Regions from separate parts of the Muntiacus reevesi genome. Here region 2 is linked to region 1. A link is a contact called in public Hi-C data. All regions are on one chromosome and are shown on one strand. Each heading gives the region's core, a stretch centred on a gene start, on an enhancer-like site or on the middle of the called end of the contact. The rest is flanking DNA. Distances are from core to core; before and after follow the strand shown. Region 1 holds the start of ZRANB3 (zinc finger RANBP2-type containing 3). Region 2 holds the start of UBXN4 (UBX domain protein 4).

Region 1 (4,203 bases), core at 1,204-3,703:
TCAGATACTGAATCTACGAATCCAAGTCAATTTTATATCTAGGTATATTAGTTATGGAATATGGGAGATCATTAAGCCAGTACAGTCTTCTCAGACCCTGAAGAAAAGGGTCCAACACAGTCAAAACTCAAGTATTTCTTCAGAACCCTACTTTATGCTGGTTACAAGTAAGCCTCAGAAGTGGGCCTACGGTTTTACCTGTGATTACAGACATGTCCACAAAAAACTACAGAATCCAGTATTTAAGGACATATTCACCCAGACAAAAAAGCAAGGAGTGAAAAGATGAGCACTCAATCAACACGTGAGGAAGAAGAAATCCCTCTCAATACGGCCAAATGTGCCAATTTTTATCAAGTCGTGTGTCCAATTAACCTAGTCATACTGGTATCCTACTATGTAAAATATGACACAGAGTTTACTGTTTCAAATATTACAAGCAGGTGGGCTGCCAGTTCGACTTGAACCATCTTTTTGTCATTCAAAAGTTCTTCTAATCAATGACATTTAGGGTAAAAGCAAACAGTTTCTTCAGATTACAGTTATGCAAACCATAATCTCAAGAGATATATATACACATACATACACATGCATATATATTCATGTACATACAACCATATATACATATATGTACACACACTTTTTTTTCTACTCTGGAAAATCACATTATAAAAACCATCTGCTACTTACTAAGCCTTCCTATTTGAGCAAGCACCTCTTCGCCTTTTACTTAGTTGACCTGCTATCCCAATTATACACGGGACCTTGAAAGCCTCAACAGTTTGTTTCTACATAAAAGCAAGCTCAAGGAACAGAGGCACTCTCCTCTACACCTAGCAACAAAAAAAGAGAACGACAAAAAACTTCAAACACACAGGGATCTGGGGGGCAGAGCCGAAGGCTCAACCCTGATGGGTGTAAATCTGATCCCCGAGGTCTGTGCCATTGACAGTCATTCAACTTTCTTTCCAATATTCCCACTGTGCTTTTTTCTGGTACCACAAGCAAAATGTACCACCTAACATTTCATCAACCATTTGGAATGTCTTATTTACTTTCTAAAAATTTTCGGGGTGCAAGGCCAGGGGGCAGCGGCCGCGGGGGGGGCCGGGGAGCCCGGAGCACGGGCGCCAGCCACCCAGGAGAGCAGAGCCCCGCACGGCACCCGCTCCGGGCAGGCCTGCTGTGGCTGGTTCCCCAGTCCCTGGGGCAGCAAGAACAGCAGCAGCAGCCATGGCAGGGCCTCGGGAACCTTTCCCCCGTCTCCTCAGCTAGGCCTCGAGGGGTTTGCTTTTCACATGGCCCCCGGGTGGGGGCGGTGGGCGCAAGGTACTAGATGCAGCTGCAGCCGCAGCGGCGGGCCAGGCGAGCCGGGGCTCCCTCAGAACCCGACCTCCCAGCGGGGCTGGCAGCAGGAGCACCTCGGCGGGGCCCTGGCTGGAGCGTCGACCGCTCGGCGGGGAAGGCCACCTTCTCACACACCACATCTCTCCCCTGACTGCCTCCTTCTCCGTTAGCGCTACCGGCTGGCGGGCGGGGGAGGGGAGCGAGGCGCGTTATTCCCGGGGAGCTGAGGGAGGGGGAGGGGAGGGCATCTCTTACCCGCGTTACTGAGGAGGAGGAGGCGGCGGTTGGAGCGCGGCGCGGCGGGGCGACGGCGGGGCTGGGTGGGTGCAAGTAGGAGTCTTACGAAAGGGAATTAACCCCATCACCAGCCCGGACACCGGCTCCAGCGGCAGCCGCGGCTGGCAGAATCCCGCCCCTTCCCACCACGCACTAGCTCCGCCTCCTCGTTCTCTTTGAGAGCAGTCGACAAATCATAGGATGTACATCCTTGGAGTGGCAGGAGGATTACCCAATCACACCTCAACAAACGGCCTTCTCTCCACCCCTTCATCTCCTCCCGGGCCGCGGGAGAGCCGTGCCAAATCTTTCTCCACCCTCAAGGGAAAAAGAGCCAATCGGCTGTAAGTATCCGCCCTTGAAGGACACAAAGGACAACCAATAATAAACCTAGGAGGACAGCCATTTTGCCCACTTGAGAAAGAGCCACCTTTTCCCACGAGTTGGAACCTGAGGTTGGGGGAGTTCTGGGAATTTTTACTGACCTCGATGTATTGGAAAGACAACTATATTTCCTCAAGAGTATTTATACTGTTTTATAAGAGGAAAGGGAAATTTTCGTCCTCCATGTGACTGGAGGTGGGGAATGCTGCTGAAGGATTTGGCTCCTCCTCTCAGCGGTAACGGGCTCTGAGACCAACACCTGGTTTCTCCAGCCTCAATGGGGAAAGGCGGGGTGATTGCCCTTCTCGGCTTGCAGCCGACTACAGCTCCCAAAGTGCTTTGTCCCCGCCCACATCCTTTCCTCAGTTTGCTTCCCGCGGGGCCTGACGGGAATTGTAGTTGATGGGAGGTACCCACGCCGCCTCATCGGCCAATGAAAAAGAATATACTTCTGCAGGATTTGGAGTTTGGGGCTGGGAAGTAACCCCAGGGCTGTGGTGAAGCCTTTTCGCCACCCTAATAGAAGAGCGAAAAGCGTTAGAAAAGGGAGTCGGGGAAGAGTGTTTTCTCGGAACGCGGTAGGGATTTTAGATTCCTACTATTTGCACTCTATTACTTTCAGTTTGTCCCTTTGAAGTCACTTCCGCTTTGGGACGGACACAGGCCAAACCCGTGGCGGGAGTTGGAGATTCTGCAGCGGATACCCAGGTGTGGTCGTCCGGGAGTGGCGTGGCGGGATAGTTGGTTGTTTCTTGCGTGAGTGATAGAAAGTTGAACAGAATTTAATTGCAGTTTAAGAAAGAGTGAATGAAATGGGATGGGGGTAGTTCCAAAGTCCAAGATGCCATTCTCCAGCCTGCTCGTAAATCCCGGAGTCTCACTTGTCTTTTGATTTGCCAAGTATTAGATTGCACGCATGAATTTGGGGGAGTGTGCCTCTAAAACCTTCACGTCTTCAGTTTGACTAAAAGGAACCGACTCAGAAGTTCTGAGCGAAGTCTTCCCATTTTTTACAAACCAACTTCTAAAGGCTGGTTCCAAGAAAAACTGCAGAAGGGCTCATGATTGATGCTTGAGAATAGTCTCATTACTTTTTTATTTCTTTTTAGTAAAGCAGGCATTAAACATGTGTCGACCGGATGCCAACTATAGTACCCCGATGAATACAGATCATTAGAAAGGCGTTGGAGCCAAAAGCCTAACAAGTTGAACAATTAGGCCCTGTTTGTACCCCTGTTCGCGTGCTAAGTTCTGTTTGTTTTTACCGTTGAACCTTCGCTTTGAGGTTCCTTGGATAACTCATTGATCAAAGGAAATGCAGAAGGTGGTATCAGACAAGGTCTTCCCCCCCCCCTCCCGCAAAAACAGGACTCCCTCCCCTAGCCTGATGACTTTCACCATCATTTTCACAGACTTTCTCCCATAAGTTCTTACTCAATTTTCTCTCTTCTTTCGCTGAGACTTAGAAATTATATTGAAAATATTTATTGGGAATTTAATACCGTGTTAGGCACTATGCCGCTTTCCTGGTGGCTTTACAGTCTTGTAAAGAATTTGCCTGCAGTGCGGGAGACCTGGGTTCCATCCCTGGGCTGGGAAGATTCGCTGGAGAAGGAAGGAATAGGCTACCCACTCTTGTATTCTTGCCTGGAGAATCCAAGGGACAGGAGCCTGGCGGGCTACAGTGCATGGGGTCGCAAAGAGTCGGACAAGCCTGAGCAATTAAACCCAGGCCAACCAGCCACTATGCCAGATTTAGGAATAGCAGTGCCAAAAAGACAGACTCCTTATCCAAAAGTAATGAGGAAGACAGAAGCCAAACAAAATTAATGATAGGGTTACTTGTTCTCCTATCTCTAAGTCAAATCTTCATTAGTCATGTTTTGCTAGTTTTTTCATTCTATATGTGGAGGACTAAACTAAGCATATTTTCTCTGGTTTTTTTTTTTTCTTTTTTTTTTTTTACTTCAAACACTGATAGCTTTGTGTCCTAGACTGATGAGTGGTGTTTATACATCAACTAGATGGTAAATTTTATAGTGTAATACTGGTAGATACAGGAATGTCATCACACTTTTCAGCCCAGTGTTCTGGGTCCTCCAGACAAAGTGTTGCTTCTTTCTTTTTAATGTTAATTGGGAATTTCTTATAATTTGCACAAAGTTCTTCTGTAGATGCTTAGTTTTTTTTTTTGTC
Region 2 (4,541 bases), core at 1,229-3,728, 170 kb before region 1:
CTTCCACAGACTATTAGTCCTCCTGCAAACATTCAACAGTCACTGATATTCTAAAAACATATGTTACATGATACATGCTCATCAGAAAAACTTGAAAAATTGAAGAAGGTATATATTATATACAGACGCAAAGCCCCAAAGACCTATAACTTTATTTTTCTATTGTAATAATTAGCACTACTGTTTCGAAAAGGGTTTCTAAATGTTTGTTAATTAAACCTAGCATTTCTTTCAAATTAACAGGTTAGTCCAAGAGTGCCTTCAAGGAACCTTTGGACACTGATCAAATGTGCTTTCTGTTTAAAAATATGACTACTGGGACTTCCCTGGAAGGCCAGTGGTGAAAAGTTCCTCATGTCCTCTTCCAAGGCAGGAGGTGAGGGCTCCACCCCTGGTCACAAAACAGAAAGGTTGTAACAAACTCTTTAAAGACTTTAGATTTCCTGATTTCTACACCAATTTCAGTAACTACTTAAGGTCTGTTGTATAACTACCTAAGGTCTGTCTGTACAATGGTTGTTTTTTTCTCTGGAGAAACAAAAAAGACACTTTTTTGGAAGCTGATAAAAAAAAAAATCTGTCAAGAAAAGATATATATTCTTTTTGTGACACTGGTGTACGTCACTTAGCCGCTGTGGACCTAAGTTTCCTCATCGATAAAATGGGCATGATAAATAAACCCTGTTCTACGAACGTCCGGGATCAATTGAGAGTATATGTGAAAAACACAACTTAAAATGGTGTTACAACTATTACTGCACTCCTAATGAACATATTCAGTATCATCAGTTTTCCTTTCCCTTTTCTTAGGATTTTATTTATCTATGGCAGTAGCTCTCTAGTTGCAATGCATGTTTCTCATTGGGTGACTTCTCTAAGTGCCCAGCACCGGCTCTAGGCCGGGGCCGGCGGGGGGAGGGGGGAGGGCTTCAGTAGCTGCGGGGAGTGTGCTCAGTAGTTGTGGCCCACGGGCTTAATTGCTCCGTGGCACGTGGGATCTTCCACTATCAAGGACTGAACCTGCGTCTCCTGCATTTTCAGGCAGATTCTCTGCCACTGAGCCACTTGGGAAGCCCAAACGTTCCTTTTTAATCCACTTATTTTCTTACAGGTTTACAGCAGTTACTTATTATGTGAAATATAACTCTAAAAAAACAGCATAAAAGAATCTGAACTACTCCAGCTCTTCTAATTAACAGCAATGAGTTAAAATTTTACTATAATTTAAAACAACTTAAAATTTCAAATTTAATGTGAAACTCATATTTCAGCAACTTGCTCTTCACTACAGTGCATAAAGCTATAGAGTTATTACCGAGCCTTCCAAGCCATGTTAATAATGAACAAACCGTTATTAAACACAAATTGTTGAAATAATGCACCTCAAATTAACGGTAGTCGCAAATACTAATTAGGTTCAGGTAATGAGAATCAGCAAAACTTCACAGAGGCACAAGTTTACTGTAAATCTAGAAGACTGCAATAATAAAATACGGAGCAAAATAACCCAGAGCAACACAGAATAGATGAGTTAGTACACATTCTAAAACTGTATCTGTGATACTAGGAAGACAATAAAAAGAATCAATGCTTGTGTGTCTACTTCTAAACAAACGGTTAAAAAACAATCCACCTGCTACAAATTATTTCATATTAGTGTCTCCACTCCTATGGCATTCAAAAAAATCCAATTTATATAGACCTCAAAAGTTTACGTTTCAGGAACACACGAAAGCCAGTAACAGTGAACATCAGGTGGTTTCTCTTTGTTGATTACCGATGACACAGCTTTCTTCCTGAAAGTCCACAACTAATTACAAGCAAAACTGCCTGTCTACGGCCCGTCTCTCTCCTCACCTACACACTAAGTATACGGGAGTTAAAGTCCCTCCAAGTGGAGCCCTCCGTCGGGGGCGCCAGGAGGCGACGGTGGGGTCTGCGGGTGCCAACTCCGCAGGCGGCGCGGAGTCAGGCTCCACAGCGAGCAGGGCGGCCCTAGGGCCTGCTCGACCAGTCCCCTCGCCCCGCACAGGGGAGACGGCGGGGTTCAGCGCGTTTTGGGGGCGAGGCCCCGTGCCCTCTGCAGGGGGGCCGGGAAAAGCCAGCGGTGGGGGTCAGGCCAAGTGTACTCCAAACGGACGGGGAAGCGCTGAGACGCCAGGGACTGGCAGCCGGGCCTCCCGGCGCCCGGAGGAAAGGCTGGGGGCCCCTGGGGCTGGAGGTAGGCCGGAGGGGGTGTCCCTTCTACATCTCGGGCCCTCGCCTCCTTCACCTGCCACGAACACCACGAAGACGGCGCCGCTCCTCTTGGCCGACGCGATGGCGGCCGGAATGGCGCCCTGGAACCACAGCATCGCTGCCCTCGGGCCGAGGCGCTCGCTCGATGTGTTGTCGCCGCGGTCCCGGAGTTGGCCCCGCCCTCTCCGTCGCCTGGCTCCGCGGCCCCCGCAGCCCCAGCCGGCCCGCACCCCGCCTCCCGCTTTGCACAGGCGCTCAAGCCCGTCAGCGGCCCACTGGACGCGCGCAAGCGCGCAGGCGAGGCGCACCCCGCGACACGTGACGCCACACGTCGGCGTCAGCGCCGCGCCCCCGTGCCTTGTCTCGTTGGCAAGTCGGAGCGTGCGCGTGCCCGCGAGGCCGCAAGGCGCTGCAGTCCCGGAAATGGGAGGAGGCGTAGGGAAGAATGACTAATCGCTAAATCGCGTCGGTGGCGCCTTCCCGGTGCATGACGGGAATTGTAGTCTTGGCTTGGTCCCTTTAATTTTGTAGGACATGTTAATTGTGGTTTGCCGGGTACGGCTAAGGGGGCGATCGTGAGAGCCACTTCATAGTCTATAAAGAGGAGAAATGGTGCTACTCATCGGAAGATACTCTTTCTGGCATTTTCGAGACCTTAAATAAGGAGGAAATCATCCTCGCCCCGGATGGAACTCTGCCTAGTGCGACGATGTAATTCTCTATTATGATTAATGGCTGTTGTGTAATAGGATGGGTGTCTCTCGGTATGAAACTTAATGGGGTTTGTAGGGATTTACTACATCTATTGAACTTAATTTATCAGCTCGACCTTGAAGAAAAGAAATACAACAGTCACCTTCTGTAATACCATACAGCCCGTGTACCTGAGGGGAGTTTTTGGTTGAACGCAGACCTTGAGTAAGGTCGTTGGTTAGAGATCATTACAAACCTCAAAACACTTAGCTATGCTGTTGCCACAGCTGCTTTCAAAAGTTAAGTCAGGGCTTCCGGTGGAAGCCTCTGGGGAAGGGGCGGCAGGCGCCATGTTGGGTCCCGAAGGTGGCAAGAAGCCCCTGAAGCAGCCCAAGAAGCAAGCCGAGGAGATGGACAAGGAAGATAAGGCATTCAAGCAGAAGCAGAAGGAGAAGCAGAAGAAACTCGAGGAGCTAAAAGCAAAGGCCGTGGGAAAGGCCCCCTGACCACCGATGGAATTAAGAAATCTGGCAAAAAGTAAGCTGTTCCTTGTGCCTGAGGCAATGATAACCCTTAGTTCCATTCGTGTTTAAACACCTGGATTCCCTACCATAATATCTTTTGCCACCTATAGCTAGAATGAAGTGTTGTCTTGGAACGTATTGTACATTTAAGAATAAACTTTTGTAAAAAAAAAAAAAAAAGAAGCAGAGAATAGATAATTTCTTTTCCAGCTACTTTTCATGGTAATACAAAAGTGAATAAATAATTTTGTTTACCATGATATATGACAAAGTACTATTATCAAGATCTAGCACTTTGTGGTTGGTTGCCATTAAAATGAAAACTGACCCAAATTTAATGCTTTCATGAAATTACACGGTATCTAATAGCTATTGGCGAAAGATTTCTGTAGTTTATTTAAAGTTGCACAGGGTATTATATTGTACACCCTACATCACTTAATTTCTCCTCCAGCAGCACAGCCATTTGACAATATTTGCAGGATTAAGGAAGGGCTACATCTGAAAATACCCCTTTCCTACAAGTATTTAACCTAGAAATAACTAACAGATTGAATTGTGATTTTTATTTGCTTTTTTCCAATCAGGCCTCTTATGTGTTCTTATAAACTGAAACATAATGCTGATTACAGACAGTCACTATTTACAGAGGATATCATTCCTCAGGAAGAATTAGAGTTGGTTTCAACATCAACTTTAAATAGTTTCCTTAAAATTTGATCAACATATATACCCTTTCAGCAGAATAATGTCTTTATTTCTAATGTTAGAATTAAATATTAGAAGAATCATTCATAGCCTCTCACTCATTCATCAAATAGTTATTGCACATCTGCTATGAACTAGGCATTATACCTGGCCGTGATAAGGAGGTGAGGCAGTCAGACAAAGCTCCTGCCTCTGTGACTGCACAGCCTGAAAAGGAAGACAGGCATTGAGTAAGTGACTGTGATGATGAGTACCATAAGAGGGAAATTCTGAGTGCTTCAGAAATGTAATGATGTGACCAAACATGGATGTGAAAGTCGCTCAGTTGTGTCCAGCTCTATGCAGCCCCATGGACTGTATAGCCTGGAATTCTGCAGG

What was found. A called contact is a pair of places that touch in the nucleus more often than the background predicts.
Region 2: a contact with region 1 is called in a Hi-C map of blood, with 3 times the contacts expected there. The contact joins the promoter of UBXN4 here to the promoter of ZRANB3 in region 1. A contact is called at or near these places in 2 of 3 Hi-C or Micro-C datasets (blood and muscle).

Annotation. Positions count from the first base shown.
Region 1 is chr3:210,752,292-210,756,494 of mMunRee1.1, reverse strand. It overlaps ZRANB3 (zinc finger RANBP2-type containing 3), which reads left to right and starts at 2,453. Exons shown (of 21, transcript XM_065931454.1): 1 at 2,453-2,715.
Region 2 is chr3:210,925,669-210,930,209 of mMunRee1.1, reverse strand. It overlaps UBXN4 (UBX domain protein 4), which reads right to left and starts at 2,478. Exons shown (of 13, transcript XM_065931459.1): 1 at 2,273-2,478. The coding sequence starts at 2,354.